7 separate regions of the Mus musculus genome follow, and regions 1, 3, 4, 5, 6 and 7 are each linked to region 2. Evidence: chromatin contacts called from public HiChIP or PLAC-seq, capture Hi-C and promoter capture Hi-C data. All regions are on one chromosome and are shown on one strand. The core of a region is the stretch at or near the end of the contact, and the rest is flanking DNA. Distances in the headings are between cores, read along the strand shown.

Region 1 (3,119 bases), core at 55-2,554, 910 kb after region 2:
GCTCTCTGTATCAGTTCTTAGATGCTTTCATTCACGTGACCATAAAACCCCAAGAAGGGACCCTGATCCCACAGTATCACATTGGCTCTGACGGACTCCCCAAGAGCCTCACTAACAAATCCTCCTGCATGTTTTTTGGTTAGGTTTTATTGCTGTATTGTAAAGACCATACCCAAGAGCAATTTGGGAAGGAAACTGATTTATTTGCTTTACAGATTACAGTCCAAAGACATTTTTAAAAAGAACTGAAGTAGAAGCCACGGAGGGAACGCTGCTTATTGGCTTGCTCCCTGTGCTTACAGCACCCAGGACCACAGGGGGAGGCCCCACCCACAATGGGCTGGGCCGTCCCACATCAATCATGAATCAAGCAAACGACACCAGTCTTGCCTACAGGCCATCCGATGGAAGCACCGAGTCCTTTTCCTAGATATCTCTAGTGTGTATCAAGCTGACAGGGGAAAACAAAAATAAGTCCAGCCAACAACAAAACCCACCAGGACCCAGCCTTTTAGGGTATTAGAGAAAACAAATTAGTTTCAGAACCAGAGATGGCACCAGACTATGTATAGATTTGTAAGATGTGTAAAAAGATGACATATGCTCTTTGTGGGTCGCGTTGGCACACGCCTTTAAGGCCAGCACTCAGGAGGCAGAGGCAGGCAGATCTCCCGAGTTCGAGGCTAACCTGGTCTACACAATGAGTTCCAGGACAGTCAGGGCTACACAGAGAAACCCTGTCTTTCTTTCTTTCTTTTTTTTGGGGGTGGGGGGTTTCGAGACAGGGTTTCTCTGTGTAGCCCTGGTTGTCCTGGAACTCACTTTGTATGTAGACCAGGCTGGCCTCGAACTCAGAAATCCACCTGTCTCTGCCTCCTAAGTGCTGGGATTAAAGGCGTGCGCCACCACGGCAGGATGAGAAACCCTGTCTTGAAAATTCACAAAACCAAAACCAAATCAAACCAACAAGAAACCCCAACTCCGTTCTTTCCCAGCGACAGAGAAATAACTAGAGCAAAGAGGAGAACAATAAAACTGCTTCCTGGAGAGAACTCGACATGGGGTCGCGAGGACATTTTAATCTCTCAGTGTCCTCGTGACGCTGGTAACGCCAAGTAAGACTCCAGTGCCTGGCGACGGCTCGCCCTGGAACGAGACGGCCACTCAGCCTCAGTTCCGATGGGAACCAGAAGCAGCGCGAGGCGGGATCACCGGCCCTTCCGGGTTGCAGACACGCCCCCTCCGGCGTGAAGTCGCTGCCGGGGCAACAGCGCGCCACTTCCGCCTCTGAGCGATGACGTATTTCCGATGCGCCGGTAAAGGCCACATCCGGGTTTGGGCTGGCGGGACCCTCGCAGATTCGGGGACGCTGGGCGAAGGCTGTGTGGCTCTCGCGGATGCTGAGCGAGGTGAGCAGGCGGCGGGGTGGCGTCCCGGGAGCGCGGGCTGAGGCTCCGAGGCTCCGTGACGACGGCTTTACGGTTTCCCTGCGCTCCGGGCCCGCTGCTGACATTGAGCTGAGCGTCTCCTGTCCCCTGTGCTGGGGAGGTGGCGGTGCTGTAATTGAGTGGGCCTAGGGCTTCCTGCTCCTTTGAGGAAACTCAACATGTGCTGGTTGCTGGGGTCGGAACCTGTTGAGTTTCGCCGGTGCATAGTGAGGAGGAGGAGGAGGAGGAGCAGCGGGGGGGGGGGGGAGCTGTTAGTCACCGCGGAGCCGTTTTCACGCTGTCAGTCACTGGTGTCACATAGTGAGGATGTTACTGTGCAATGCACACAGTGTCGGGTCGGGACCTTTGAATGTGATAACCACACTCACAGGTGTTCATAGAGGCGCGATTTAGACTCAGGCTGGGGTGTTAAGTGTTAATGATTTTCACAATCATTTTGAAGGATTCACTTCGCAGTCCTGACTTGTAATGAGTGTGAACCTGAAACCCGATCATGGAGTGGAAGAAGATGCTTTTTTTTTTTTTTCCTTTTTCCTCCCTTTCCCCCCGTTTCTGTTTTTTGTTTGTTTGTTTGTTTTGTTTTTTGTTTTTGTTTTCAAGACAGAATTTCTCTTTAGCAGCCAGCCCTGGCTGCCCTGGAATTTGCTTTGTAGACCAGGCTGGCTTTGAACTCAGACCCCCCTGGTCTCTGCCTCCCTACTGCTAGAGTCAAAGATGTAAGGGTGCTGTTTCTTGAGCACCTACTGGGAGCGGAGCTTTCGTTGTTGTTTTGTCGGTTTTGAGACCAGGCTGGCTTTGAACTTAGAGAGATGGATCTGCCTCTCTGCCTCCAAAGTGTTGGAGCTTTTGTTTTTCGAAAGTATCATCTTAATCAGTCCTTACAAGCTTCTCCTGGAACTGAATGAATGCAGTTATGAGAGAGAGAGATGAATAGCTACCTGGGTAGAACACTGTTTTTTCCCTACCCTCTAGGAGTGACTGCAAAGTGGCATTCAGAAAGACTGCAACCTTCCAGTACCGTAGAAGCCGTTCAGGGAAGGAAACCTTCAGTCCCGTGGAAATAGTATTTCAGAAAATGCTCTGAAGTTTCCCTGGAACTGCAAATTGGCTAGATACAACTTTTCCTGGAGAAGTAAAAAGACCAACCTGGTTTCTGAGGTAATAACATTTAGAGCTGTTGCTTCCTTTCTGTGGCATATGTGCCTGTCATTCTGTGGCCCCGCCCCACGCGTGCATGGTGATTGACTCTGACAAGGCATTGTGCGTTAGGCCCCCTTCGGATGGCTGGGTCTGACTTGTCTCACTTGTCACGGAGCTGGTCATTTTGCCCTTTGTTTAATGGCTGCTTTACTGAGTTGGATCATGAGGCTCATTAATAGCTTTTTGACACTGGCGGATCTTCTGCTAGCCCCAGGTTCTCACAGTGCTGTTCTTGTCACCGTCCTCTAGTGACTGGCCATGTCTCTGTCCCACTTGTACCGGGATGGCGAAGGCCACCTTGATGATGACGATGACGATGAGAGGGAGAACTTTGAGATCACCGACTGGGATCTCCAGAATGAGTTCAACCCCAACCGGCAGCGCCATTGGCAGACCAAAGAGGAGGCCACCTACGGGGTGTGGGCGGAGCGAGACTCGGACGAGGAGAGGCCCAGCTTTGGAGGCAAAAGG
Region 2 (3,497 bases), core at 297-2,796:
GGGGCTTCCTGCCCCCCCTTCCTAAATCGAGCCCATTTTCCAACGTTTCTTTCCTCAGAAGCTCCAGGGAGTAATGAATCGGCCGCGAATGACACGGTAACTTTTAACTCATGCCCGCGACAGTGGAGTGCTTAATCTGAGGTTTTTAAATAAAAAGGGCTCCGGGTTGGTTTTATTATAACGTTTATTTCATTTCAGATTTCATGCGTAATTTAGCAAACGCTAGACAGACTTGGGCGATAAACACTTTCTTTTGTGGGGGGGGGGAAGGCATTTTTATACACCGTGCTTAATTTTATTTAGATTTAATAGCGATATCGGGGGCACTTCAACGAAAGTTTTTTTTTTTTCTTTTCCCCTCTTCTTTTAAGAATCCTGGCTTGCCAGCAAAATTGTCTCGCTTTATTTCATGACAAGGAAAATTAAAAGCCTTTCCGCCCCTCCTCCCCTACTTACACTTTGAGAGGAAAACTCGCACACGCATGCTGGCGCTTGGGTGCGCGCGCGTCCACAGAATAAACACCTCCACCTCCTATCACCTCCAACTTCTAACTTTTAATTGCAAGATAGATTTCAGCCTCTACTCCGTGAGGAGTAGAAAGATCTAAACAATTTTAAGTAAGATTATTGGGATAAATATTCCATATGAAATAGGGTAGGTATTAAATCACTCTTATTGATTTTAGTATCACAATCCAATTCCGTTCTTTGACCTCTTCAGTTTAATTGATCTTTTAAGGAGGCCAACTTCGCGCCCTTCAGGGCCTGGGCCTGCCTGCTTGTGGCCGCAGCAAGGTGTCGCCCCCACCCCCGCCCCCACCCCGTGCGCCCTTTGCGCGTCGCTCTCCTCAGGGTTTCGCATTGTCTCGCCTCGTCGCTCCCGCGCCGGGCTCACCCGAAGTGGCTCCACAAAGCGGCCGAGGGTGCGTGGCTTCTTCCCGGTGGAGCCAGCGGCAGAGAACCGGAAGCCGCGGACGGTGGGAGACTAGGGAAGGAGCGAGCCAGTCTCTGGTCGCAGAGACAACCTTACTTCGTGTTTCCCCTCGGCGATCACCTCGTGAACTTGCCAGGGCCGGCTCCCTGGGGCGCTGCCCCGGGCTGCAGCACAGGCGACACTTAGCGACTTTCCCTGGCGCGTCCGGGGACTCTGCCAGGCTACCCCATTGTCTGTGCGCCCCGCACAGCTCACCGCCCACCTCCCCGCCCCCTGCCCACCCCGCAGGTCGCGCTGGCTCCGGTTGGGGGTGGGGAGTTGAGAACAGCGTGAATGGGAAGGGGGCGGACAAAGCCTGGCTCCCGCCGTCGTCCTAGGCTCGCGCCCTCCCCAGCCGGGGGCACCTGGGGCGCACCCCCAACGCCGTAGCGCCGGACCCGGAGTAGCGCGGGTTGGTGGCCGGGCCTGCGCAGCCGGGACCCGGGACCACCTTAAGAGCGAGCCCCGCCCCCGAGCCCGCTCGGGCGGCGCTGATTGGTGCAGAGGTAATGGCTGGAATGGATTGCTGAAACGCAAAACTTGTTGCTGCTTCTCCCGGCGCCGGCGAGAGGCAGACGCGGAGCGGAATCCCGGACCTCGCAGCGCCTCGCCCGCCCCGCGCGCCCTGCTCGCCCGCGCGGCCCATTCCCGGGTCCGAGGGGACCCGTGGAGTGCGGAGGCGGGAACCACAGCTTCGGAACCGCCGGCCCCACGCCTCCCCTCCCGCGCGCGGCCCGAGACTCCCGCGAACTCGCGCGGCGACCGGCGATCGAGCCCGAGCCGCGGAGCCGCGGAGCCGCGCGTCTCCCGCAGCCTGCGTTCCCGCTCCGGCGCCCGCGTCTACTGCTGTGAATCCAGCACCGGCGATGAGGAGCGGAGCAGCCCGTCTTCCGAGCCGCTGAGGCTTTCGCCGCCGATCGCCCGCGGCCGACCGGAGGTGCGGGAGCCGGTGCGGCCCGGGAGCGGGGACTCGGGGCAGGGGAAGGACCAAGGGGCTCCGCTACGGCCCCAGCCGCCGCGCCGCGGACTCCAGAGGTGATCATTCTGCTCTTCCGTCCCCTTCCCTCCCCCCTATCTAACTTTTTGTCTCAGCTCGTCGGCCTCCAGGTCTCCTCTCCGCATACCCACCCGCGACCGTGCCATCGACCCGGGGCATGGGCCCCCCGACAAGGCTCCAGGAGGCGCCGCGGCCTCGCAAGACGTGAGAGGCCCGCTTGGGTCGATTTCGAGGTTCCGAAGAGCAGCGGAGAGAGCTCCTAGCCAGCGCCCGCGCGCTGGGCCGGGCGGCAGTGAGCGCTGCGCCCCGCGGTGCAGAACGTCCCGGAGCGCCGGAACCTCGGCTGAGGCGAGTACCTGGCCGGAGGCGCGCGGCGGAGCAGGCTGTCATGCCCTATTGATCCCCTCCCGCCCCCCCCCCGCCCCCCCCGCCCCCGCCAAGTATGTTTGGGCTGGACCAATTCGAGCCCCAGATCAACAGCCGGCACGCTGGTCAGGGCGAGGGGAACTTTAACGAAGCCGGACTGAGCATGAACGCCCACTTTAAGGCTCCTGCCTTCCACGCCGGGCCTCCTACTGGCCCCGTGGACCCTGCAATAAGCGCTCTGGGCGAACCCCCGATCTTGGGCTTGAACATGGAGCCCTACGGCTTTCATGCGCGCAGCCACTCCGAGCTGCACGCAGGGGGGCTGCAGGCGCAGCCTGTGCATGGCTTCTTCGGCGGTCAGCAGCCTCACCACAGCCATCCCGGAGGCCATCACCCGCACCAGCATCACCCCCACTTTGGGGGCAACTTCGGTGGTCCGGATCCAGGTGCCTCATGTCTGCACGGGGGCCGGCTGCTTGGCTACGGAGGTGCAGCGGGCGGCCTGGGCAGCCAGCCTCCCTTCGCAGAGAGTTATGAGCACATGGCGGAGAGCCAGGGGCCGGAGGGCTTCGGCCCGCAGCGGCCAGGAAACCTCCCGGACTTCCATAGTTCGGGCACCTCGGGCCACGCCGTGCCTGCCCCGTGCCTGCCTCTGGACCAGAGCCCTAACCGGGCTGCCTCTTTTCACGGCCTGTCCGCCTCTAGCGGCTCGGATTCTCACAGCCTGGAGCCCCGGAGGGTGACGAACCAAGGAGCCGTAGATTCCCTGGAATACAATTACCCGAGCGAGCCGCCCTCAGGACATTTTGACATGTTTTCACCCTCTGACTCTGAAGGGCAGCTGCCACATTATGCTGCGGGTCGCCAGGTTCCCGGGGGCGCTTTCCCGGGTGCTTCTGCCATGCCTAGAGCCTCAGGCATGGTGGGTTTGTCCAAAATGCACAGCCAGCCACCCCAGCCGCCTCCACAACAGCAGCAACCGCAGCACGGAGTGTTCTTCGAGAGGTTTGGCGGGGCCCGAAAGATGCCTGTGGGTCTGGAGCCTGCAGTGGGCTCCAGGCACCCGCTAATGCAGCCTCCCCAGCAGGCCCCACCACCCCCGCAGCAGCCGCCCCCGCAGCAGCAGCCGCCGCCACCGGGACTTCTGGTTCGACAGAATTC
Region 3 (3,447 bases), core at 414-2,913, 930 kb after region 2:
GCAGTTCAATAAATAAAGTCCTCAGACTTTCCCTTTATGATGGGAGTGTCCTCTCAAGACTGGAGAGTAGCAGGGGGAAATGAATGAGCTACTCAGCAGGAACTCAATAGCTTCCCCACTATAAATAACGGTAAAAAGAAGGTCAAAGAGGAAGTCCAAGGGTCTGGTCAGCTGGTTTCCACAGCCTAAGGCAGAACAATCAACAGTGAATTTAAGTATGCCAGAGGCAATGTTTAGGGACAAAGAGGAGAGAAACTGCCCCCAGGCGACCTACATTCTTCTAAGGAAAGAAGTGCCCGATAAATCAAAGTACTCTGTAATATTCTAAGTAGCCCTGAATCAGATTCTCTATGCTCAGGAGTGATAACCACACCCCTGGAAGGATGCTGGGAGAAGCAGGGCATTCTGGGAGATTCTGAAGCAGCTGAGGAAACAATGACTATCTGGTGTGCGCCTTGAAGAGTTCAGGTCCTAGACACCTATGTCTCACTAATCTCGAGACTTTAAGGCACTGCTTGCTTCTATCTGTCCTCTCAGCTGCACCGCCAGTAATTTATGTTCAGAGGTAACTTCTGGGTCACCAATGCTTTTTAAGTGTAACTTGCCCCCCTCATCACAGCCCTTCTGACCCATACAAAATGCTACCAACATTTCTAACTTAGCCCTGTAAGACCAAAACTAGAAAAGGCAAGAACACGGTGTAGCCTGTGTATGGTGGGCACCGTCTATGTGCCCTGTAAGAAGGTACAGACCAAGTGCTGGGGAGATGGATGTAACATAATAGAGTACATGATAATGATTAGGTGGAAGCATGGGGTTTGAAGTCACCAAGGCCTGGGCCTGAAACAATGATCTTTGTATGTCTCTCGGAGTGCCCAGGATTCCAGTGAGCCTGTGAAATACATAGGCTGCAAAAGTCTGCGCACACAGCTGCTGCTCAGTAAACCATTGATGCAAATGTTGACATCTGTGTTTGCTGCAACCTCGATTTACAATACGGATAATAACCAATGTGGTGTGTGGCCCACAGCAAAGACGGGATATCCTCCAATTCAGGGCTGCTGGGCTAGCCTAAGCTATAGTACAAGATCCCGCCTCCAAATCCAGAGCTGATGATTTATAGGGTAAAGGTTCTTGCCACCAAGCCTCACATTTGAGTTTGATTGTCCTAACCTATGCAGTGAAAGCAGAGGTCTTCTGAGCACCTTCTGACACCCTCCTCCCCCACCTCGAGCTTGGGTGCCAGGGAGTGCTCTACAGTCACATCACACAATCCTCTGAGCATCCCTACGTAATGCTTAAACCCCCATCTCAAAGGTGGCAGACAGGGACACAGGATGATAAACTGCCGCAGCCGCAGCGAATGGGAATGGCAGCTTTACTGAGAGCTTGCTACAGTGACACCGGAGGGAGAACTCAGCCTTTCCCAGCGGGTTGGCACACCCATTTCCAGGTTAGGGACACTGAGGCTGGAGTTGCCTCTCGGCGCTGCACTCACTCGGCCTCCCGCAGGCGGCGTAGCACCGCTTCGCCGTCCGCCTCCGGCTCGGCCCGGGGCCCCTCGCCCGGCCGCGGTCGCCTTCCCGCCGCGCGCTTCCTCCTCCGCGGAGCCACCGCGCTCCAGGGCTCGAGAGCCGCCGCCGCCATGCTCTGACGTCAGCAGAGTGCGCCAGAGCGGCCGCCGTGCCGCCGACGTCACAGGCTGCGTCACACCTCACGTCATCGCCAAGCCCCCACCGGCGGGAGGTGGGTCCGCGCGTGATCGCGGGGCTGCCGGGCGGGCGCAGGTATCGGGGGTTTTCCCGCGGGCGGCCAGACAGAGCCCGGGGTCCCGGTGGGCGGGCGGGCGGGCGAGCCTGATCCACGCGATCGGGCCGCAGGGTTCGGGGCTCCTGACCAGCGAGGGACTTCCCTCCGTCCCCGCGCGCACCCGCACTGTCCCCCTGCCTGTACTCTTAGGGTGTCATGGCCTCTTTAGGTCCCTTACACAATCACTGACCTCATCGGGACCTTTGAGAACTCGCTGTTAGGTCCTCCGAGCAGGCCTCAGGGAATGGGAGGGGTGGTTCCAGGAACAGAGATGCCCTGCACAGTGTGCTCGCCCTGTGTTTGCTGCAGAACGAGGTGTGTGTAGTTGAGGTGACTGATATTTAAGAGGCCTTTTCGGGTTCGTGGGGGATGCCCCTCGGGCACTTCCTTCTTCCTAAGAGAGTTTACTCGCTTTTAAGAGAGGGTCCTGCTTTGTAGCCATAGCTTGCCTGGAACTCAGCAATCTGCCTGTCTATTTCCAGTGCGCTGGGATAAAAGGCCTAAACTACCATGCCTGGCTCCCTCCCTAAGAGACTTCAACGTACTATTTCCACAGGTGGCAGATTGTGGCCAGCTTTAGAGATCCTGTCCTTGAAGGAATTAACCAGAAAAGTGGGATTAAGACTATAGTCTTAATGAAGCCAGGTGGTGGTGGCGCACACTTTTAACCCCAGCACTTGGGAGGCAGAGACAGCCTGAGTCTACAGAGTGAGTTCCAGGACAGCCAGGGCTATACAGAGAAACCCTGTCTCGAAAAAACAAACAAACAAATAAACAAAACAAAACAAAGACTATAGATGAAAATGACGGAAGGCTTGTCAAGGAAAAGGATTAAATTATTTTTGTGTTTCCTCCCAGTGTTATCCACACAGTGAAATAAGACTGTCAGAAAATTTCAGCCTCGTGGATAGTAATTTTAATGCCTGTACCACCTGTTTCTGGACAGTTCTCTTGGAGGAGCGAAGAATCAGAGTGAGGCCAAGACTCTTTTCTGGCAGAGTATTCCATGATACACTGAGTTGTCTTCCCCTCTGTCAAAGTTCTCTCTTGCACTCTGAAGGGCTGCGCACATTCTGATTAGGCTCCTGAGTGCCAGTTCCTTAATTTTGGGACCATTTGACTGGTGTGGTCCCTTACACCCAGTACCTTCTACACTCGTCGTCTGGTTTCCCTTCTGCAAAGCTATTTTCTGCTGAAAAAAAAAAAAAGGCCTTTGAAGTATCTGCTACCCGAACTCTTTTTATTCTAAAACACAAGCTCTGAAGGCTGCTTTGAAACCAAGTGTTTATTGAACCTTGTGGGTCACATGAGTGGTCACAGGTTTCTGAAAGAATTGATTCTTTGTTTTTCCTCAGAGCTGAGATACTGGTGTGTGTGTGTGTGTGTGACCTGGGAACTTTGGACCTTTTGAAGAAACTCACTGGATGGCTTTGGACTGTACACAAAGTCAGAGATCCTATCAGAAGCTGCCCTGCCCATCCAGCATGCTTCTCCTTGCTGTGGCACTCCCTGGGGGGGAGTTGGAACAGATTCCAGTGTAGACAGCCATACAGATGCTCCTGAAAGCAGCTCACAGATGGTTGAGTTAATCTAGTCCACCTCCAGTCCTCCTGGACTTGTCAGCAGTGCAGAGATACT
Region 4 (3,203 bases), core at 476-2,975, 860 kb after region 2:
CCCTAAAAGCACCCCAAGGGGGTCTCTACAGAAATCTTATCTAGCCATACTCTTCCCTGATGAACATGGACCCTGTCTCCATTTCAGCAGGATCCTGTGGAGATAGATGCCTTTCCACAGTGCACAGGAGCCAGGCCACATCCTCCCCTTCCACCACATCCTGCCTACCTGTCTTCAAGCAAGGCCCCAGGCTGACCTCCTCCTTTCTGGATCCTGCCCCCCCCCCCCCCCCGGGCCCTGCTGTGACTAATGTTCTTTTCATGACTAGTTGCACAGGCCACCCTGCCTGTGCTTTGGGTCATGAGGTAAGCACCTCATTTTTTCCTCCCTGGACTAGTTTTGGAACCTACTCTTGCCTGGCCAGTTCCAGACCCTGCTGGGAAGGCTTGTTGAGGGGAATCCAGCTTACTTGTGGAATCATAAAGCTCAGAGAAAGCCCTCAGCGGAGCAGAAGTCCCCTTCAGGCAGACCTTGCTCTTTGATCTTTCTTCACCCATAAATAGTATAAAACTCCCAGAGCTGTGTCGTTAGTCACAAAAAAAAAAAAAAAATCTCAAATATGCACTCAGTAAATGCTATGTTGTGTGGTTTCATTTTTGGTAACTGGCTTCACCAAGACGGGGACTTTGTCAGCCCAGCATCTCCCACAGGGCAGGCACTGTTTTATAGACTACATGAATGAATGAATGAATGAATGAATGAATGACAAACACATATCTGTGTGCCTTGCTTTGTCTGGCCTGTAGAGATATTTGTGTTAGTTGTAACTAGTATAAAAATGAATTTCATTTAGTTTTGTACAGGTTTGGGGTATACGGTTTCACAACACCCTGGAAGGTCAAAGGATTTGTTTGGGTGGGAGGGGTACGTCCTTGTATGATGTGGGTCCCTCATCGAACTCATGTCGTCAGACTTAGAGGCAGGCGCTCTTACCCACTAAGCCATCTCGCAAACACCAGGATTTTATTTTCAATATTTATTTTTATTACTGTGTGTCAAGGCACACGTGTGGAGGTCGGAGACAACTTTGTGGAGCCGGTTCTACTCTTCCATCTCTGCACGGGTTTCGGGGATTGCAAGCGTCTTTACCAAACGAGCCATCTAATGTATTTTAAAATGGTAAAACACACCACAACTCGTGCGCGCGCGCGCGCGCTGTAAACAGAGGCTATAGAGGACGCAGCGAGAGGCTAGCCTACACCTTCTCCTTTGCTCTGCACACCTTGGGCTGGCTCCTTTCTGGGACCCAATCCTGTACCTATAGTGCACACCCCTGCGCTGACGGACAGCCATCCCGCTCAGCGTCTGAACGCCAGCTTGTGGCTGCGCCCTCAAGGATGCCGTGCAGAGGAGGAACGCCCTGCGTAGTTAAAGGAGCCAGAGCAGCAAGCTCTAACGGCAGGGGCTCCGCCCCCGGGGAGGAGATGAGGGCGGGGCAACGCTGGAAGGGGCGGGCTCTCTTGGCCACACCCCTTGCGTCATGGCGCTAGAGGGGAAGCTAGGGGAGGGGGAGTGGCGGAGGCCGTGCGTGTGGGCAGGGCCTATCTGGGTCCCGCCCCCAACCCTCTGGGCAAGCCTGGAGTGTCGCGGCTCTAGCGATAGACGTTGGGGGCGTGGTCAAGCACTAGGCGACAGGGGCGTGATCACGAGTGGCTCCGCCCCTTGCGTCACGACACGCGGCCCCGCCCCTCGCGGCGCCTCCCTGGCGGCCGGCAGGGAGCCGGAGTCTGCGCGGGCGCCGATTTGGGCACGGTAGGTGGCAGCGGCCTCGGCCAGTACCAGGTCAGGGCTGCGTGGCGCGGTCCGGACGGTGGGCGGCGCGGACAGGCCTGGTCGCCGCGGGAGGACGCGCGTGGCCTGGAGCCCCACCCGCGCGGCGCCGCGGGGAAGTTAACTTGCGGAGGTCGCGGCCCACGGTGGTTCTTAAGAACGCGTAGACCTCTCTTGCTCTGCCCTGTTTTGCTTGCTTCCTGCTTCACACGTGGGAAACTGAGGCCTGGGGTCACGTGCCCGGGCGCTGGGACTCACAGCTAGGACGGGGCAGAAACTCTCCCGCGGGGTTTTGTGCGCGCGAGCGAGCGTGTGACCCTCCCCCCTCCCCCCAGAGGTGGCTGCCCCTGTACCCACTGCTCCCGGTGTTCATACTGTTCCTTGCCCTCCCCAACCCCTTGTTTCTTTCATTCTAGCAGGGATGCCCGATGGTTAGTTAGGCCCAGCTTCTGCATTGGGGCAGATCGGGCTGGGAGGCTCCGGCTTAGTATTGGGGACATGCCCTTTCTCCAGCCTCTGTTTCCGGACATACAGAACTGGGTTTGTTTCGTTACCCTGAAGAAGCTGTTAAGTTATTTGTGAACCGCTGTACCCGCCTTGCCTCGCCTTGGGCTCATTCCATTTACCATATCTTGTTTTAAAAACCGTATCTAAGGATTTTTTTTTTTGTAACACTTTTTCTGAAGGTCTGATCCACTAACCATATAAATCTTCTTTTGGAAGTAAACTTTAGGTGGTTGGTGGGTTTTAGGATGCTCACATTACGCACTGATCCTCGTCTACTTTTAGAACATTTGTACATCCCCCAAAGCAGCAGTCCCTAACCCTCAACTCCCAAACCTCTTTCCCCAGACCCCGGCTCACCTTCATCTACACTACTATCTGTCTATGGATTTCTCTGCTCTGGGTGGTTCTGTGTATGGTTCCTCATGTGCATAGTATTTCCTAGTGTGGATATTGTGTGTGTGTGTGTGTGTGTGTGTGTGTAGTCCATTGGTTTGTAGATGGACAGTGGGTTGATGTTCCTTTATGGCTGTGATTAGTATTGTTGCTGGGAATACACACACTGTATTTCTCTTTTCAGTTTTGCCTAAATTTCAGGATCCCTTTAAAGTTTAACCTATTGAGGAGCTGCCAAACTCCCAAAGTGCCTTACCACTTTACTGCCTCTGGAATGTGATGGTTATGATGATATTTGTGACCAAGTCTTATCTACCTCAAGCTGACCTTGAACCCCAGACTCTCCGGTTTCAGCCCCGGAGTGCTGGAATTAGAGGCTTGTGCCACTTGCCTGGCTTGAGGTTTCCCATAAATTCTGAATATGTTTCGTTTCTTCTGAAACATCAGCGTCTTCCTGGCTTCAATGCATTTGTTATAAATGATTTCCTAGTTCATTAGTGCTCTGAGGGGTACCCTGCATGTCATCCGGGCGG
Region 5 (3,072 bases), core at 80-2,579, 990 kb after region 2:
ATGTGATGGCACACATTTGAAACAGGGAAGCAGTGTGCCATTGTGTGTGCACCTATGAGCATGTAGAGGTCAGAAAACAACTTTGGTGTCTTTCCTCAGATGCCTTCCATCTCTCTCTCTCTCTCTCTCTCTCTCTCTCTCTCTCTCTCTCTCTCGAGACAGGGTTTCTCTGTATAGCTCTGGCTGTCCTGGAACTCACTTTGTAGACCAGGCTGGCCTCGAACTCAGAAATCCGCCTACCTCTGCCTCCGAGTGCTGGGATTAAAGGCGTGTGCCTGTTTCTTGAAACAGTGTATCCTATGGGCAGACTGGCGGAGATCTTCAGCCATCCTCCTATCTTCCACCCCAGTGCTAGGATTTCAAATGGATGCCACCAAGCCTGCCTTTTTGCTGGGGACTGAAGTCAGGTCCTCATGCATCCGTCCATAGCATCCATGCACGGTACACATGCATGGCCCACAAAGGTATCCAAGCCCAAGAAAAGCAACCAGCTGCCAAGCTTGGACTTCATAAAAGGAAAAAGAAAAGATGGAAAAATTCACTTTGTCTAGCTACTTTGTTTTGAGTCAGGGTCTCACGTAGTCTGAGCTAACCTCATGTCCGGATCCACCTACCTCTGCCCCACAAGCAAGGCCTTACAGTCTGTGCTGCCATGCCTAGCTTTGGTCTGTATCTTTGCTCTAAGAACTTTTTAAAGATGACTTGTCTTTAGCTGTCTTTTTAAAATCCCTTCCTGTGCTGCGCCAGCCCGGCATCTGTTTGTAGAAACCCTTGCCTTTCATTTTGCATTCCCGTCTCAGATAGCGGATTTTGAGAACAGAAATATAATCATCTCTGTGCGAACAGCCCTCTCTCAGCCTGGGGAGGAGAGAGATCAGCAGCAGAGGACTCTGTGTTGGCGTCCTGACCGCAGGCATCATTGTGACCTGTGCTGCCTTGTCACAACATGAGCCTTATAAACAGCAGACAGGACCCTAACTCCAGAAGCCTGTGCATCCCAGATACACCCTCTCTGCGTCTCCCGGGAGGGAGCTTCTTTTGAAAAGGAAGCAATCCAGTTAGGATGTTGGAATCTAGAAAGTATACCAGGGTCAGACAGGATGTTGGGCGCTGGAAATGCTCTCGAGTTTTTTTAAGGGCTTCCTAATGTGCCCCCACCCTCACCCCCCTACCCTTCAGCCCCTGTCCCCAGTGCAAACCTGAGCTACTGTTTCTTTTTCCAAATGAGGGCTTAGAAATGTGCTGCAGGGGTAGTTTGGGGCATCTCAATTTGCAATTCCCAGTAGCTCTCCCAGCCCGAGTGCTTTTTTTGGTTTCCATGGAAACCAGCAGTGTTTTGAAGAGGCGGTGGCAGGTTCGGCGCATAGGGTGCCACCCGGGAATGCCTGTCAGTCTGTTGGTTAAAGTAGACGGTGAGAGGACTGTGCTTTGGGGTTTCCTCTGACCATGTCAGTTTGACCTTCTCGAGGAAGAGAAGCAGAGTGGGATGAGCTCCACCCCCACTCCAGCCTCTGGGGCCTGGGAGCCGTCATTAAGTCACTGTTGCAAATGTCTTCGCCTTTGAAGCCACCAGTGGAGCAGGTGTGGTGACTGACACCTGTGTTGTTCCCGTGATTGTCGAGCTGGCTAGGTGGGGCGACTTCATAACTGGCTGGCATTGCCTGGCTCGGAAAATTTATTTCTGGTGGGACATATTCTTAGCAGCCCCAGGTATTGGTTCTCAGCAAATTTCAGGCAGGACTGATTGCTCTAGGAGTTTGTGGGTTTCGCATATTTGCATGTGTGGGGGAGGACAATGCCCGTCTTTTCTCAGCTCTGGAATTCTGCGGGGGAACCTCCTGGTCAATCCACAGCCATGTGATCTCCCTTTAAATGTCCAAGAATGTGGGGGCCATGACTGCTGCAGCCGCACAGGACGATCTCTGCCTCTATCTAATTCCCAGAGGCCATTGGGAAGACCACATCTCGGCATTCCTCCCTCAGAGCTCCCCCACCCAATCCCTGCCACTTTTTTTCCTTAGTAAAACTACATTTGCTCTTCTTGCCCTGATTCTTCTTGGGTGAGAGACAAGGGCAGGCTAAGTCATCGGCTTGAGGTGTTTCTGGGGGCTGTTGATTACCCCCAGGTAAACCTACTGAGAGAGCTAAGACTCCATCACCCTCAAAGAACCCACATCAGCTACAGAGACAGGGCACGGCGGCACTCCCTACTTCTTTCTAGTTACATGAGAGTGAGCAAAAGGCACGGTGAGGGAAGGGCAGACATCAAAGGGCACGCAGCAGTGTATCACAGATATGGCAGGAAAAGATGTCGGATCTGGGCACTAAGAAAGGGTACTTCCTGCCTTCCGGACTGGTCCTGCATTGAAAACTCATTGCAGTCACCACATGGCTTTTTTTTTTTTCATACTTACTACACAGTTCAGGTTGGCCCAGACTTGCGATCCCCCAGCCTCAGCTTCCCAGGAGCTGGTATTGCAGGCTTGTACCACCCAACTTGGCCAGAATGTGACATTTAGAATGCCTATCTATTTCACACATAATAAAGCATAGGAAAAAACACCTGGACTCACACACAGGGCTGACGGCCCTGTTGGAGTAGGTGTGGCCTTGTTGAAGAAGGCGTGGTCTTGTTGGAGTGGGTGTGGCCTTGTTGGAGTAGGTGTGTCACTGTGGGCGTGGGCTTTAAGACTTTCATCCTAGCTGCCTGGAAATCAGTCTTCTAGCAGCCTTCAGATGAAGATGTAGAACTCTCAGCTCCTCCTGCACAGTGCCTGCCTGGATGCTGTCATGTTCCTGCCTTGATGATAATGGACTGAACTTCTGAACCTGTACACCAGCCCCAATTAAATGTCATCCTTATAAGAGTTGCCTTGGTCATGGTATCTGTTCACAGCAGTAAAACCTTAACTGAGACAATAGGCTTGATCCTCTTAAGAGGTGTTCATATGCACCAGAAAGGTGTCCATAGGTTGCAGAGCAGTGAGTGGATCTCAAGAAGGCCATAGGGCCTGCTGCAGGACTAGTGAGTCAGCTGGCTCAGTGAGCAAAGATGCCTGCTGCCAAGTCCTA
Region 6 (3,329 bases), core at 146-2,645, 980 kb after region 2:
AAAAGCCCCAGAAAGGTGCCTTTTTTGGCACCTGCTCTTTGAGAAAGCCCAGGGTTCCCAAGATTCTATGTGAGACTCTCACCTGGTGTTCATAGACTCTGAGGAAACTGTAACTCCAAAACTGCTTTCATCAGCCAGGTTTCTTCGGATGTCCTGAGCCCCAGTCAGTGGTAATAACTGACTCAAGAAACCGAGTTCCCACCAACCTGCTCATGTCAAAAGCAGATGGATAGGATACCTCTCCACTGCCAGCCCTTCCCCTCCTCAGAACAGCCTTGCTTGCTCCGGACAAAGCAAACAAGAGCCCTCCCTTAGACAGAGCAGTAAACATTCAGCAAGGAGAGAGCCTAACCTCTCCACATGACCAAATCCAGCACTAAGAGAAGGAGCTGGGACCTGCCACTCACTTGAGTTCCAGGAGGCTGGCGGCCCCTTCGCCCAGGGAGGGACACACAAGTCCAGAGCTGATTTGTGACAAGAGAACAAACTCTGGTTTTGGTAGAGTGTGTGGCATCAGGATAATAGGTAGACACACACACTTCTGGCTCTCTTCACAGATCAGTTCCCATCAGGAACGGGCATCATGCAGCCCCGAACCTCAGATCTCAAAGATCAGCCGGCTCTGGGGAATAAAGGACAAATTCAAGTCCGATCAAAGATAACTTCTGACGTGAGGAATGCCTGGGGAGACAGTCTCCACTTGACCCAGTTAACCCGGATCAGATGACCAGCTCAGGAAGCTTTCTGATGACAAAGAGACCGGGTCACCCTGAGGTGAAGCCAGGCGACCCCGAACCCCCCCCCCCCCCCGCAAGGTACAGCACACCACAGGAGAGGATAGGGGGTAGCTGTGTTGCTTGCTATCCTCTCTACCAGGGGGCGCAGAGAACTGTCCGGAGACAAGCCCTCCCCTCTAGGGACCTTCCTCCTCACAGTCTCCCGCCAGTGTCACAGGCCCTGGAGAGAGTACGACAGAAGAGGTCAGAAAGATGCGTTAACGCAGGTAGTCAGGGGAAGAGATGGTGAGGTGAGGGTTACCTGGAAAAGTGGGAAGGAGGTTTAGGGCGCGTGACAATTCTCGGGACAGGGAGGTGGGTCAAAGTGGGTGATGCTGAGGAGGATGGGGGATCAGGGGAAAAGGCGAAGGAGGAAGCTGGAAAGAGAGAAAGAGGGGGAGGAGAAAAGGTGGGGGTGATGCTGCGCTGCGCGGTCCAGCTCGAGAGGCACTCAGCACGCAGCCGGTGCTAGGCGACCGCGGGCCCTGGGCCGGCCCGGGATGCAGGCGCGGGCGCCCCTAGCATCGTCCTCCTCTGCCCCGCAGCCCTGGAGACCCCGCTTACCTGCGCGGGCGGCTGCGGGGACCCGGGCGACGCCACTGCCCCAGGGACGCGGCCGCCCCCTGCCGCGCCCGCAGCCGCCGCCCGGCCGGAGCCGCGAGCCCCGCCGAGCCGGTGCCGCCCGCGCTGCGCTCCGCCACCCCGAGGACCACAACTCCCACAATGCCGCGCGCGCCTGGCGGCGGGGAGGGGGCGGCGGGGCGGGGCGGGACCCCCGGCGCATGCATCTGCCGCGCGTACCCGCGGGGGGCTCCGCGCGTCCCGCCCCACCGAGCATCGGGTGCGCGCATCAGGTCCGGGGGCTTCGCCTATCAGACGCCTTTGTTCCTCCCTCCCTCCCTCCTGCATCCCCTCCGCTCGGTCCTCCCTTCCGCATCTCCTCCCCTTGGTGTCCTTCCCCTCGCCCCTCTTGCCTGTGATGAATCCCACACACACTTCTGAGGCCCCGCGGACACGTGGGATGAAATTGCAAATGGAACAGCCTGGAAGATCCGCGGCTCCCGGCCCCGCCTGGGCGCTGCTGACTGGAGCTGTTGCAGACCTGGCGCCTGCCCACAGGGAGGCCCAGTCTAGCTAGCCACGGCCAGTTCTGCCCAGTTCACTGGAGGGAAAGGGGCTGCTCAGCCTGGCCTAGGGACACCGCGCTGCGAGCGCCCAGGGAAGCGTGGGCTCCTTGGAACAGTGCATGGGCGTTCTGGGAGCGTGGGGTGGGATGCCAGCCCACAGCCCATCTGTGTCTGTCCTCGAACCTACTGCTTCCAATCCCAGCATGCATCTTTGTCCTGGCCTAGAATCCTCATTTTTGTCCAGGATAAAATCACCTCGGGTCTGTCCCAGAAGCCCCCTGCCCTTCACCCAAGCTCGCACTTATACAGTTGGTGATAGAGAACCCACTTGCTTCACCCAGGACCCCTGTTTCCTGACTCAGAACCCACTCCATGCCCTGGAGTCTCCATCTTAGTCCCTTAAGCCCTTGTTACAATTCCAGGAGTAGAATAGCATCCCCCCCCCCCCCCACCACCACTTTTTATTTTAATACAGTGACTCAAAACGCGTCATTGGTTCAGCAAGGTTCTTTTGCGGGGACGCCACCAAGACACCTGACAGAAACCAATGGAGGTGGGAAAGCTCACCTGGGCTCACAGGTCAAAAGTTTTCAGTCCGTTATGGCAGAAAACGCATGGAGGGATGCTACACTTGTAAGCGTGTGATCTAGGCTCAGGAAATTGGGGCAAAACCAGGGTCAGTCTGTCCTTCAAAACCCACCTCTCCCGCCTACTTCCTGCAACCAGACCCACCTCCCGTTGTAAACTCCAGGGCCTCCACAATCGGTGCCATAGGCCGAGAACAAATGATCAGACCATGAATATGTCTTACATAGATTGAGAGCCTGTAAAATGCACTAAGGACGGTTGCCGATCCCGGGCTGACGACGGAGGGCTGAAGGCAACCCTGCTCCTTCTGAGTAACTGCTCTGAGTGGCTAGAGAAAGCATGCAGCTCGTGTCCTGCTTCACATTTAGCAAGTTGCCCAAATTTAGCCTCATCCACGGCCCTTATGCATAAAGAACACCGTCTTTCACACGGTCTTCCGTATGCGTTCCATTCCCAGACTACACCATCTGCAGTGCATTACGAATTAATCCTGTCGACGAACCTTGTAATTATCTGTGACCACTGTGATTACAGGGTTCCATGTTTGTTAAGCGTGTTTATTTGTTCGGCGGCCAGATTACAGACACGGCTCTGCTAACCTCTCTGGCCATTTCAGTTCTTTTAAATTGCTGAGAGTCTCAGAAGATGATAATCACTCCAATCTCTGTCGAGCTTCTAACGGCCTTAGTAGGTGAGTTCTGCCAGAAAAGAGTGTCCAGGACTTGCAGAGGGAACTCTGGGTGAGAGCCGAGGACACACTGCCACTATGTCACCAGAAGGGCAGAGACTAGGACTCGGTGAGTCTAAATTGCCTGCCTTTAGCCCAGCTGCCATGGTA
Region 7 (3,541 bases), core at 92-2,591, 970 kb before region 2:
ATGACCAATTCCCCTTTCTCAAGCTTGGCCTGAAACTGGGAAATCGCAGGTATCAGTCAGGGCAAGAGTGAATAGGGTCGCAGTAATCCCTGCGACCACAGCCCAGCAGATGAGATGTGGTCCCCAAAGTTTTCACCCAGACAGAGATCTCTGCATTGCTAGGGGTTTGAAGGTTCTGCTAGTGCCCTGAAGGCCTGACCAGCATTTTCAACCACTTGAGTTCCAGAGACACAGTGACTACTCACTCACTCACTGACCATTTCTCTCACTTCCTTCTCTTCTACTAACCTGAGTTCAGGTCGGAAGGACACTTTGCTCAGCAAATACTGTGCACGACAACTCAGTCAAACACGTAGTATTCTTAGCAAATCTATTACCTATACCCATGCAATGATCACCAAGAAGGGTTTGCCAGTTGACTCCCGGTTCCCTCCAAAGAACCCTTAAGAGATCATAGGACAGGAAGAATCCCAAGTGTCCATTTTATCGTCGCTGCCTCCCCGAGGCCCAACAATGTCCAAATCCCCAGCTGGTCCCGGACGCAGCGATAACTTGGCAACAAGTAACGATCGCTGCAAAGCCCGCTTAGGTGGCGTGGTTTAAGTCCTCCCACACACCCCTCACTCCAGGTCCTCTTCCTGGCAAGGTTGCAGCGCGGGGCCAGGAGGCATACGTATGCGTTTCCTTGGTCCCGGGTCTGGCCTTCCAGCCCACCTACCTCCAGGGCCTCCAGGGTGCTGAAGCTGGCTATAGCGAAGCCGTCAATAACCTCCTCCTCCTGCGAGCTGGACTCGCGGCGACGGCGCCGCGGGGGGCGCGCAGCGCGCAGAGGCGTAGGGCGCTGAGGCGGCGCGCCGTGGAGTCCCGCGTTCTCCTTGCCAGGACTGGGCTCTGGCTCCTCACCCGACGACGGGCTCTGGGCGCGGGCGTCCCGGGCGGCTTCCCGACGCCGGCCGCGATCTCGCTGCGCGCGCGAACGCCGGCTTGGCCGGACCTTGGCCTCCATGGCGGCGCCGCGGCGGTGACCTTGGCGCCCCGCACCGCCTGCTACGCCGTGCCGCCGGGCTGCGAGGGCGCCGCGCGGGCTCGGGGCCGGGGCGGGCTCGGGACCGGGGCGGGCATGCCGGGCGCGGGCTCTCAGCACCGGACGCCGCGCGGGCTAGGACCCCGGGTCCCGCGCATCGGAGTGCGGCGGTCTCTCGGCGACCCTAGACCAGGTCCCCAGGGACACGGCCCATGGCGACCGGCGGGCAGCGGCAGAAGGCGGCGGGTGGCGGAGCTTCTGAGCACCGGGACCGTGAGGCAGACACAGTAGTGGCAGCGACCAGAGCGGATAACAACTGACGCACTTCCGCCGGGCCGGAGTGCCAGAGGAAGCGGGCGCAGCTGGGGGAGGCTGACCCGTCGACTCCGCCCCACCCTGGCCCCGCCCTGACCCCGCCCTTCCGGACTAAATGGCTCTGCGCTGAGCGGGCCCTCGCCCTTTCACGTTAAGCCCCGCCCCCGAAAGGGGGGAAGCTTTCCCTTTGCTCCGCCCCTGCAACAGGCCACACCCGTTTGCGCACAGCTCTTTAGAATTCCGACCCCCCGACCCTGTCAGATCACGCCCCATTCTTCCCGGCTCCACCTCTCTTGTCTACGCTTTCTCAGTTCCTTAAGCCCCGCCCTTGCCTTCCGGTCCTGCTCACCTGTGCAGGTCGCTGAGCCTAGTCATGGTCAGATCCCTCCTACTTCATGCCTCGCCTTGTTGACCACGCCTACTAGGCAATTAGTGCTCGCCTACAAGTACTGCCCAGCCACCTACAGCGAGTTTGTGGCGATCAGCGCCTCCCCTTCCGCCCTTCCCGTAGGAGGTGATGGGTCTATGCACCTACAGTAGCTTGGGGCAAACTGAGTGGAAGCACGTGAGAGAGAGTAGGTAGGTTGGTGCTGGGGGCTCACTGTGCTGAAGTCCTAGAGGCAGCGCGTACGTCATCGTCCACCTGCAAGCCCTCAAGCCCAGTTTCACTCTGGTCCCCATGCAAAATTAGGTAGCGCCCTGAAAACCAAACCCTCCAGTCTCAAGTAGTCTTTCCTTAGAGACCTGCCTACACTAGTCCAAGGACTTGGGGACCGCCGATAGGAAGTACAAAACTAGACAAAACCGTGAGTTTCCTCAGCAACTTCCCCAGTTGGGATGCCCTGGAGCTGGGCACGAAGTCTCAGCAATTCCTCCAGTGAGAACATTTGACATGAAGAGAAGGGAGGTGTCACAGCTTGGGCATTGGGCACTGAGTGAAAAGTGACATTGAGCCATGCCTACATCTGGGCAGCAGAGGCCCTGAAAGGAAGCAGACACGACTGAAGAATGCCCCTGGACAGGACCTCAAGTGCACATTTTCTGGCTCCTGAGATGGCCACAGGCTCTCTGCCAAGACGTCCCTTGGGGCATCTGGGAACGTGGCCTATCATCCACAAGTGTGCTCTTTCACTTAACAACACGGGGACCAACACACCTGCCAGCCTACCTGCCAGCCTTCCCTCTTCTTCCCATTCCAGATTTTATTACAAAACTACTCAGAGCTAGCATCTAACTAGCTAAAGAACCCTGTTGGAAAGACGCAGAACCAAGGCAGCTCCTCATTCCTGCTAACTGTTCTCTTTTAGACACCTCCTCCTGAGACCACCCCACTCCCAGCTTGTGGGGAGTTTCACTCTAGGTCAACCCTTTTCCACTCCAAGAACAACGACTGAGACCCGATTTTTGAAGTTTTCAACAGAAATAAAAGGTATCCTTGCTTACCAGTTATCTTAGTCAGGGTTTCTATTCCTGAACAAACATCATGACCAAGAAGCAAGTTGGGGAGGAAAGGGTTTATTCAGCTTACACTTAAATCACCAAAGGAAGTCAGGACTGGAACTCAAGCGGGTCAGAAAGCAGGAGCTGATGCAGAAGCCATGGAGGGATGTTCTTTACTGGCTTGCTCAGGCTTGCTCAGCCTGCTCTCTTATAGAACTCAAGACTACCAGTCCAGGGATGGTCCCACCCACAAGGGGCCTTTCCCTCTTGATCACTAATTGAGAAAGTGCCTTACAGTTGGATCTCATGGAGGCATTTCCCCAACTGAAGCTCCTTTCTCTGTGATAACCCCAGCTGTGTCAAGTTGACACAAAACTAGCCAGTATACCAGCTCTCCCTTGTTCTCAAATGCATTGCCTCAGTGAAAGGCAGGGGCTCCAGAGACCAGGTTAGGTCCAGGACCTTTCTTTCTGGGTTTCTTCCCAATTTCCTTACCTCTCCTGGGATTAAAAACTCTGTTAATTCATTTCCAACTTAGAGACTAGTCATGGCCTCCCTGGAGGAATGGGACTCTAGCTCAGTTGTTCCCTAGAGGAGGCTATGGAAAGACATCTGTACTGATTCTCTCCCACAGGACACAGGGAGGGAGGGAGGGAGGCCTAAGAGGGGCTGGAACACGCTTCATTTGCCTAAGCTGTAAACTGGGCTCATTTGCTTCCATGTAGAGGGCCATTTTTGATGACCCAAGTGTTCACTCAGGTT

Evidence for each region. Promoter capture Hi-C pulls out the DNA fragments that hold promoters and counts their contacts. HiChIP or PLAC-seq counts read pairs in DNA pulled down with a chosen protein or histone mark. Capture Hi-C pulls out chosen DNA fragments and counts their contacts.
Region 1: an H3K27ac HiChIP or PLAC-seq map of the NIH/3T3 cell line shows a contact between it and region 2, with 8 times the contacts expected there. The contact joins the promoter of Tfip11 here to the promoter of Mn1 in region 2. A contact is called at or near these places in 1 of 39 promoter capture datasets (hippocampal neurons), 2 of 484 Hi-C or Micro-C datasets (both in cortical neurons) and 7 of 115 datasets of contacts at active chromatin or transcription factors (the NIH/3T3 cell line, SST interneurons, embryonic basal ganglia and 4 more).
Region 3: a contact with region 2 is called in a promoter capture Hi-C map of hippocampal neurons, with 4 times the contacts expected there. The contact joins the promoter of Srrd here to the promoter of Mn1 in region 2. A contact is called at or near these places in 1 of 39 promoter capture datasets (hippocampal neurons), 2 of 484 Hi-C or Micro-C datasets (both in cortical neurons) and 8 of 115 datasets of contacts at active chromatin or transcription factors (the NIH/3T3 cell line, SST interneurons, bone marrow-derived macrophages and 5 more).
Region 4: a contact with region 2 is called in an H3K4me3 HiChIP or PLAC-seq map of neural tube, with 3 times the contacts expected there. The contact joins the promoter of Tpst2 here to the promoter of Mn1 in region 2. A contact is called at or near these places in 1 of 39 promoter capture datasets (hippocampal neurons), 1 of 484 Hi-C or Micro-C datasets (embryonic stem cells), 7 of 115 datasets of contacts at active chromatin or transcription factors (VIP interneurons, astrocytes, embryonic forebrain and 4 more) and 1 of 9 other capture datasets (embryonic stem cells).
Region 5: an H3K4me3 HiChIP or PLAC-seq map of forebrain shows a contact between it and region 2, with 4 times the contacts expected there. The contact joins the enhancer-like site here to the promoter of Mn1 in region 2. A contact is called at or near these places in 2 of 484 Hi-C or Micro-C datasets (both in cortical neurons) and 3 of 115 datasets of contacts at active chromatin or transcription factors (embryonic forebrain, embryonic stem cells and forebrain).
Region 6: a capture Hi-C map of embryonic stem cells shows a contact between it and region 2, with 2.8 times the contacts expected there. The contact joins the promoter of Asphd2 here to the promoter of Mn1 in region 2. A contact is called at or near these places in 1 of 484 Hi-C or Micro-C datasets (embryonic stem cells), 1 of 115 datasets of contacts at active chromatin or transcription factors (embryonic stem cells) and 3 of 9 other capture datasets (adipose tissue, embryonic stem cells and liver).
Region 7: a promoter capture Hi-C map of liver shows a contact between it and region 2, with 2.4 times the contacts expected there. The contact joins the promoter of Fbrsl1 here to the promoter of Mn1 in region 2.

Annotation. Positions count from the first base shown.
Region 1 is chr5:112,325,065-112,328,183 of GRCm38.p6, forward strand. Tfip11 (tuftelin interacting protein 11) reads left to right here and starts at 1,305. Exons shown (of 14, transcript NM_018783.4): 1 at 1,305-1,409; 2 at 2,421-2,606; 3 at 2,898-3,118. The coding sequence starts at 2,907.
Region 2 is chr5:111,415,754-111,419,250 of GRCm38.p6, forward strand. Mn1 (meningioma 1) reads left to right here and starts at 1,547. Exons shown (of 3, transcript NM_001081235.2): 1 at 1,547-1,910; 2 at 2,066-3,497. The coding sequence starts at 2,413.
Region 3 is chr5:112,341,377-112,344,823 of GRCm38.p6, forward strand. It overlaps Srrd (SRR1 domain containing), which reads right to left and starts at 1,664. Exons shown (of 7, transcript NM_001359388.1): 1 at 1,499-1,664. The coding sequence starts at 1,647. Hps4 (HPS4, biogenesis of lysosomal organelles complex 3 subunit 2) reads left to right here and starts at 1,719. Exons shown (of 14, transcript NM_001359853.1): 1 at 1,719-1,787; 2 at 2,668-3,447.
Region 4 is chr5:112,275,020-112,278,222 of GRCm38.p6, forward strand. It overlaps Tpst2 (protein-tyrosine sulfotransferase 2), which reads left to right and starts at 1,726. Exons shown (of 7, transcript NM_009419.5): 1 at 1,726-1,752.
Region 5 is chr5:112,410,347-112,413,418 of GRCm38.p6, forward strand. No RefSeq gene overlaps it. Among named protein-coding and RNA genes, the nearest start is that of Asphd2, 17 kb to the left of the region's middle. Within about 2 kb of position 1,330, at least 62 of the 459 cell types and tissues checked have an H3K27ac peak or open chromatin away from gene starts, as enhancers often do. A contact at or near this core is called in cortical neurons and forebrain, where this site is marked.
Region 6 is chr5:112,393,378-112,396,706 of GRCm38.p6, forward strand. Asphd2 (aspartate beta-hydroxylase domain containing 2) reads right to left here and starts at 1,396. Exons shown (of 6, transcript NM_001357013.1): 1 at 1,341-1,396; 2 at 408-622; 3 at 83-206.
Region 7 is chr5:110,447,162-110,450,702 of GRCm38.p6, forward strand. It overlaps Fbrsl1 (fibrosin-like 1), which reads right to left and starts at 1,342. Exons shown (of 19, transcript NM_001142642.1): 1 at 719-1,342. The coding sequence starts at 1,006.